Regions from separate parts of the Arachis hypogaea genome. Here region 1 is linked to region 2. Evidence: chromatin contacts called from public Hi-C data. All regions are on one chromosome and are shown on one strand. The core of a region is the stretch at or near the end of the contact, and the rest is flanking DNA. Distances in the headings are between cores, read along the strand shown. Region 1 holds the start of LOC112794829 (heparanase-like protein 1). Region 2 holds the start of LOC112796705.

What was found. A called contact is a pair of places that touch in the nucleus more often than the background predicts.
Region 1: a Hi-C map of leaf shows a contact between it and region 2, with 4 times the contacts expected there. The contact joins the promoter of LOC112794829 here to the promoter of LOC112796705 in region 2. A contact is called at or near these places in 2 of 8 Hi-C or Micro-C datasets (leaf and an unstated tissue).

The regions. Positions count from the first base shown.
Region 1 is chr4:39,227,237-39,231,240 of arahy.Tifrunner.gnm2.J5K5, reverse strand. It overlaps LOC112794829 (heparanase-like protein 1), which reads right to left and starts at 1,893. Exons shown (of 4, transcript XM_072234400.1): 1 at 1,880-1,893; 2 at 1,638-1,763; 3 at 1,449-1,548; 4 at 990-1,265. The coding sequence starts at 1,893. The coding sequence ends at 990.
Region 2 is chr4:38,816,618-38,820,314 of arahy.Tifrunner.gnm2.J5K5, reverse strand. It overlaps LOC112796705, which reads right to left and starts at 1,543. Exons shown (of 7, transcript XM_025839285.2): 1 at 292-1,543. The coding sequence starts at 831. It overlaps LOC112796704 (protein C2-DOMAIN ABA-RELATED 7), which reads right to left and starts at 3,495. Exons shown (of 3, transcript XM_025839284.3): 1 at 3,066-3,495; 2 at 2,571-2,666; 3 at 1,685-2,131. The coding sequence starts at 3,176. The coding sequence ends at 1,826.

The DNA of each region.
Region 1 (4,004 bases), core at 644-3,143, 410 kb before region 2:
CGGATGTGGAATTGGTATTTTTTTTTATTTTTCTTTCTGTTTTTGGACAGTTTCGGGGCTGGGCAGCCCAACCAGAAGCAGAGTTGGATCCATGACCAGTGCCGCACCTAAACCCAGAAGATGACTTGCTCTCTGAAATCTATCCTCGAATTCTTTTTTTTTTTCATTCTTCAGGAGGGAATTTCATCCAATTCCTATCTAAGCTGTAGGTTTGCTAAGCCGTGAGCCCCTTCTTCTCTCGGTGTCCAGGTCATCCATCAAGTATTTGGATTATGTCTTTTAGCACACCTTCTATTTCACCAATTTTTTCTCTGGATTTTATTTCCTGTACCAAAATTTCCTTTTTAATTTGCTAATTGAAAAAAGTAATTTTATACTAATTTAATGAGGAAATCAACCAATTGCTATAGTATAAACATTCAATTGTTCAGTAACTTGTAAATGAAGTAAACCTTTATTAAAATTTGCATCAATCATAAAATTTTCGTATTTAACTTATCGAGATTTTCTTTACGAAGAAAAAAATATTTAATTACAATAAAAAAGTTAAAAACTTAAAACAGCTCAAGAAGATAATTCTATTACTAATAACTTAGTTAACGTTATTAAGAATGAAATTTGCTGACAATTTACCACAAGTATTATAATACCATATTTTTTATTATAAAGCAAATATTAAGAAGTTATCTATGAATAATTTAAATTATATTCAATTGTGAATTTAAATTGTTATATATGAATATATAGTGGCTATTAATCAATTGGTTTTCAATCATGTAAATAATATGAATATTGTTAAAATCATCAATAATAAAGAAATATATATAAATAAATATATATAACTAATTGAAAATAAAAAAAATTAAAAAAAATTAATCATAAACTATTTCCAGTCAAATAAATATATATGCCTATGCTCTATCTGTTTTAATAATTCTAAGTTCTATAAGAAAAATAAAAAAGAAACATTAGAGAACCCTAATAATAATTTATTTTGTAGGAGGTGCACATGCAAGTGCATTGAAATCATCCATTTGCACAAAAACTATTGAATGAGGTGCAACTTTGATCGGAGAAAAAGAAGAAGGATCAACAATCTTTGGTTTAAGCTCTGGAATTTTCTTTGACTTGGTGAGTTTTAATGGAGTTCCATTCAAAAACACAACATCACTTTGAATGTTTCCATCTTTAGGTGTCAAATGGTACTCTTTTCTTTTCAATGAATCCATCAAATTCAATGTGTTTATTTCTTTTGATGTCAATTCCTATGGATAAAGATTCATGTCATTCACAAGTGACACATCAAAGGATGTTGAATTCTCCATATTTATTAGTAGCAATGTGATTCCACTCTAAAATAATAATTAGATCGACAATATGTTATAACTTATAAAAAATTATCTTAAAATAATAAATAAATAAATATATAAATAAAATTACTAGCTTACCCCTTCTTTAGAACAATGAGCATATGTACATAGATATGGAGAACTATCATGAGAAATAGAGAGCACATTGGTTCCCATAAGTCGATGCCACAAAAGTGCTCTGTTCAAAGAAAATAAAATTGTTATTCATTCAAAAATCACATTTAATTTAACTACTTATATAAATATAAATGAATATATGTGACATACCCATAATAATCTGTATTAGGAATGAATGATGTGGTATTTAGCAAAGCATAATTTCCTCCGATCAAAGCTTGTCTACAATAAACTTTGTGGTTGAAGGTTGATGTCATACCCAATTGGTCCAAATACCTATAGTTATTATGAATTAAAAAAATTATTAGGAAAAATATATAAAAGAAATTAGAGAGCTGAAATTCAATTAAAAAGAAAATGTACCAAAAGCCATTAACAAAAGTATGGGATACATCTTTGCCTCCATTATTATAAGCTCCACTAAATTCCCCAACCCATGTTCCAGCTCATGGTGTGAATTTCTTCACTGCCGTTGAAACATCCTTAAAAGTTTGTGCAATTTTGCTCAAAAAATATGGGTCTTGAACCTTGCTAATAAGATCCTTATCAACACCTATATAATATAATTTATAATACAATTATATTATGAGAATTAAACAAATTAATCAAGCAACAAAAACCAGCACCAAGATTATAAATGTGATGTGTAACTCCGTTAATAATGTTGGGCCGAACGTGGAGGAATCAAGTGAGAGAACATAAGATGAGAAGACACCACATCCAACTCAAAACCTTAAGGTGTCAAGTAAATGGGTCTCTCATCTTATAAACTCATCACTCTTTCTTGCTTTCTTTGATGTGGGACTAACTTCGACACTCCTCACACTTGCAACACTAACAATCTCCCCCTCAAGTGTGAGCCTCCACATCAAGCATCAACTCCCCTCTAACTTCTCCACCACCACGAGTATTCGTCCATCACACCACCGCAAAACACCGCGGGACACGCCGCCCGAACCACCTTTGCCGGGAAGACTTTCGATGCTTCACCTTGAATATCCCTTAAAACCACTAGACCGATTAACCATCGGCTCTGATACCACTTTGTTGGTCAACTGTGAGGAGCTCTCGACAACCCGGGAGACTTCATGGTTGCAGCCTAGTCTGACCTTCCACATCAGAAAAGAATTTTGTCCTGTGCCTTGAGGTTGATCTTTGGTTGCTGTTGTTGTTGCTGGAAGGCAGTGTGACACTGTGAGAGTGCAGTTTGGAAAGGTTCTGGCTAAGGAAAGACTTGGTATTTAAGTGTGTCTATTGTGACCTACCTCTCTTTCCTGGGGACCCTTCCTAGTGCACGGTCTACAGTTGAATTATACTATTCCAGTATACGATTGCAACAATGTCAGGATATTCAAGTGCTGTGAAGCTTGAAATAGAGAAATTTGATGGAAGAATCAATTTTGGCTTGTGGCAAATACAAGTCAAGGATGTGTTGATACAATCAGGTTTGCACAAGACGTTGAAGGAAAAGATCTCTGGTTGCTCTCTCTATGAGAGAAGATGATGTTCTCTAGAAGACAAGAAGTATCCTCATGGTATTGCCGCACTGCCATGGATAAGGATAAGTTGTGGCAATCGGGTCCACAATTGCACACGGGCATTGGTTGGCGTTGAGATGCAAGGTGTGTGGCGGAGTTAGGCTGAAGAACTTCTAGGAAAAGCCAATTTGGAAGTTGCACCATGAATTTTCAGCAAGGTTTCGATCTGTACCAAGGTGAAATGCTTGGAGTGGTCTAATTCCAAGTGAGTATACTTTCATGGTGGAGTATGATAGTTCTCTAAACTATGTGCCTTAGTTTTGTGATATCTTTTACATATTGAACACTATCTACTCTTGCTGATACTCCTTCGGAGCATAGCTCGTTTCCTATATGATTAATTAACACAAAATATTAAATTTATAAAAAATTATGGGTGAAAATTAAATAGTTAATTAAAAAATTAAAGTGTTTTAATTTAATTTGGTACCTAATTCATATGAATCTATATTGTATCCTTTTGAGACAGTGTACTTCATGAGACTTATGGCATTGTTTGGATTCCAATCTCCTTTCCAGTTTAATTGGTCCTCCTTAGAATTTTTCTTGCCAATAAGTGCGTTTAAGCCAAATATAAATTTGACACTGCAAAATTTAAAGTAAATATCATAAGATAAGATAAGATTGATTGTTTGTAAAGTAATTATAATAATATTAAAAAATTAAAATAATATATATTAATTACCCAGTTTTGTTGAAAAAGTGATTCACTTCATTCTATCTTTTTTGGAAAGGCATCCAACACTGAATCCAAACAAGCCGTTATCTTTCTTTTTCATAGTTGAACATTGTTTTTGATTTCCAAATTGGTAAATAATTTGATCTTCTAGTGAACCTCCTAATCTAATTTTTAGAGAATTGAATGCTGCAACAATTTTAAAAGTAATTAAATTAGATGAACATTTAAATGATAGATAATAACGTAGAATACATCATTATTTATTTATTTATTTATTAAATATTTCCTGTTGAAAATACA
Region 2 (3,697 bases), core at 294-2,793:
ATAAAATATTTTATACAATCGTTTAATCATATTTGTTCTTTTAATATATAATTATTTTTGTTAATATAAACTATTTTACACTAACAAACAGTGTATCAAAATTAAATTCTTATTCATGTTAACATAGCAAGCAATATAATACTTTGTTCACTGATATATTCTATTTTCAACCTTTTATATTGATAGAAATATATTGTAATACAATTTATATATAGATATAGATTGATAATTAATCAAGAATCAGCAAAGAAATGGTAGCAAGAAGAATCAACAAAATTATATGTGGCATACCATTATTGAGGCATCATACATAAATGGTGGCAACAATGTACTCATGAAACAAGCCGGTGTTGTGGCTAGTCCCATGTCATAGACCATGCAACCGGCGCGAGCAAGGCCAGCAAACACCGCCGTGCTGAGCTTAGTGCCGGAGATTCGAGGATCACGGCCTAGTGAGACCCTCACATTCTCCACAGGGTGTCTTTTTTCACTCTCCAAACCACGTATAACCCACTCTCCAAAACTCTCTACTATTGCCTCCACGGCGGGGGGAGTAAGGTCGACCGGCCTTCCTTTCTCGCCCTCCAACGCCACCCCTCTGACGTCCGAGCCGTTCTGAAGCCTCCTAATCTTGTCCATCTCTTCATCAACCACAACCTCGTCGAATTTCGTCGCGCCAAATGATTTTGCTCGAATAATAATGGACTTGTTGTATGGCACATAGAATGATGAGAAGCTAAGTTTGGTATTCAAACATTTAGGGAATGTTTTGAGGTTAATGTTATTATGCAAAGGTGTTGAGAAGTTTGGAGAAGTAGAAGCAGCAGCCATTGTTTTTAGTAGCTTTTAATTTTGTTTGGCGCTCTTCTTTCTTTGTTTGAATGAAACTGAAGTCTTGTGAAGATAAGGAAACTCAGAAGCATTAAACCATAACCTTACAAATCCATATCTTAGGAACGAAAATGCAAAAAATGAAAAAGAACAAAAGAAATATCTCCACCCAAAGAAGATTTTTGTTTATGGTTTTTTTGTCTATATTCCAATTATGATATTTTCAGAGCCAAAATGAGAACCTCTGGCATATTCTTTCATATTGCTTATCTATCTAAATTAAACGTGGTAAGAGATTTATATTTTTCTTTGTCATTACTTGTTTGGGTTTGATCAAAGAGAATTGACCATGTTTTGTGGCTAGTGTCAGTTGAAGAACCAAAACAACTACTCATTATCAGCATATCTGCTGGCAGCTTCTAAAGTCTTCTCTTTACTGGGGTTTGAACATAAACCCTGGATTCAAGAACCGATTATTTAAAGTTAATATATAAATATATATTTTTTTTTAGGGAAAAAAAATGATTCGACATCACAAAATGAAAATGATAATTTGGGTAATAGCTAAATAAGAACGAAGATAATTCTAGTATAGTTATATAGTTACATGGAACACAATATATGACTTCTGATATTATGTGAAAAGTATATCCATGGTGTTTTGATTTCTGATACCTAGATGAACTGTAAATTAGTATACAAACTGGTACACAGTACATCACCTAATTGATAAATTCATGAAACTATGAAATACGGAAGGGGATAAACTTAGAAGATGTTGTAAGACATGAATATAAATATTTGAAGATTATCCTTATGATCATAAATAGTTAAATTCCAACAAAACTTGATATTTCAGCAACTCATCCTAATTCTCACTCCATAATAAGATGGGTTATATGTTAACAAAATCTTAGTTTGTGATAACAACATGATAAATACATAACACAAGTACTACTAAAGCAAGGGAATGATAATGAAAATGAAAACAGATCTAAAGTGGAACCCCAGATAAGCCCTTGGATTCAGGAACATCAAGCCACTCAATTTCCACATGAAGCTCACCAGTGTTAACATTTCTCAATTTTAAGGTCATATATTGGATTACTTTCCCATTAGTCCATATGATCTTGCTCTCTTCAGCAAGGCAGTTAGAGTCATTTGGTTCAATCCTCTTCACCACATGGCCCTCTGGCAGCTCGCTTAATCCCACCTTCACACACAGAAGATATGGCTTCAAGTCGATATCCGCTTCGCCCATCTTGTCGTCCTTCGTGAAAGTGTCTTTGTCACAAACCGTCTTCAAAGAACAACAAAATTCAAACCCATCAACAAAGTTATTTTGGCAAGTATTTAAGGGCAAATGCTAATGTGTTTTAGAGAAAGTAAGGAATGCAATGCTCTCTGAACTGTATTCTAAACCCTAAACTTTAAATTATAAGTTCTAAATCTGAACCATTGATATAAAATATAATAAATAAAAAACTAAGATTTGGTTAACTCTGTAAGAAATGTTTAAGGTTAAGGGCAAAACGCAAAATTTTACATTCCTACACTCAGTGCCTTTTCTTTTTAGTTGGACGAGAAATCTGACAAATTTTTTTCAAGACAATTGCCCTGTTTCTGTTTCTACATTCAACCATTTTGTACAACAAGCACCCCCTTTTAGCATTGCTTCCAAGAGCATATATCACTCTACAAAAGGTAAATCCATTGATAAAAATCGTTATAATACTTACAAGATGAATGGGAATATTAACATCCTTAATATAGAGTGTCAATTCTTCATTCCACTCCGGATTCAAGCTATCTTTCTCATGACGAGTTTTCAGTTTCTGCAGTAATTAAAACAAGTTAAAATATTCAGACCAAACTCACTTTAAACAACATCATAAGCCAACAAGGTATATTATTTATGTCTTTTTTTAAAAAAAAATTAAGTGTAAAGGCACATATATGGAAAACAGGAAAAGAAATAATCATATGAATGCACATCTTAAAATAGAATTAGAAAGCATCATTAAATAGACCCAGATGCTCATTTCCACATATGGCTTCTTAAACAGAAAATGATAAAATTAGAATAACATAACATAAATAACAAGAATCAACATCCACATGATGATAATATATGATCTCAAGGTTCAGGGGTGCATGCAGCCATAAAAAATAAATATTTTAGAAATAAAAAAAAATAAAAGAGAAAAGGGTTCTAATAAGTTCTAAGTTCTAACCGTTTCCTCCAAGGTGACAAGGACATAAGGGTCACTGGAATCACTATCACAAGGTTTGAGGTTAGTGCCTCTTTTGATGCGTAATTTGATGAGACCCAGAATGTTCTCCATTGAAAACCCACCTTTGTCTATTCGGAATTGCTATGTGCTAATGAAACGATGGAGAATACAATAAAAAAGTTGCTATTCTTGTTATTATTTCTCTTATTTTTTATCTGTAACACACTAACACTTGCACACCCTGCACAATTTGATTTGTTTGTGTTATTAACTTATTATTATATATATGAATCTGAACACTTACAACTTTGTTAAATGCAAGCATCTTAAAACAACGCACACGACAAAAAACCAATCCTCAAACTTGGTCCACACCTAAAAAGGAATTGTCCTTTTTTTCTCTTTTTCTTGTGGTAGATAAACAAGTTACAGGGTCAATAATAATTGTCAATTTTTATTTACACGTATTGGTAAAAACATGTGGCTCTTATGGATCACGGGCTTTTTCATCTCTCAATCTCTCAATAATTTTCAGGTGCATGTGTTTCGTTAGGTCAACTGAGTTTTATTTGTTCGACTAAGCAAATGTTATAATAAATTCTTAAATAAAATTCTAATTCACAATAAATTAT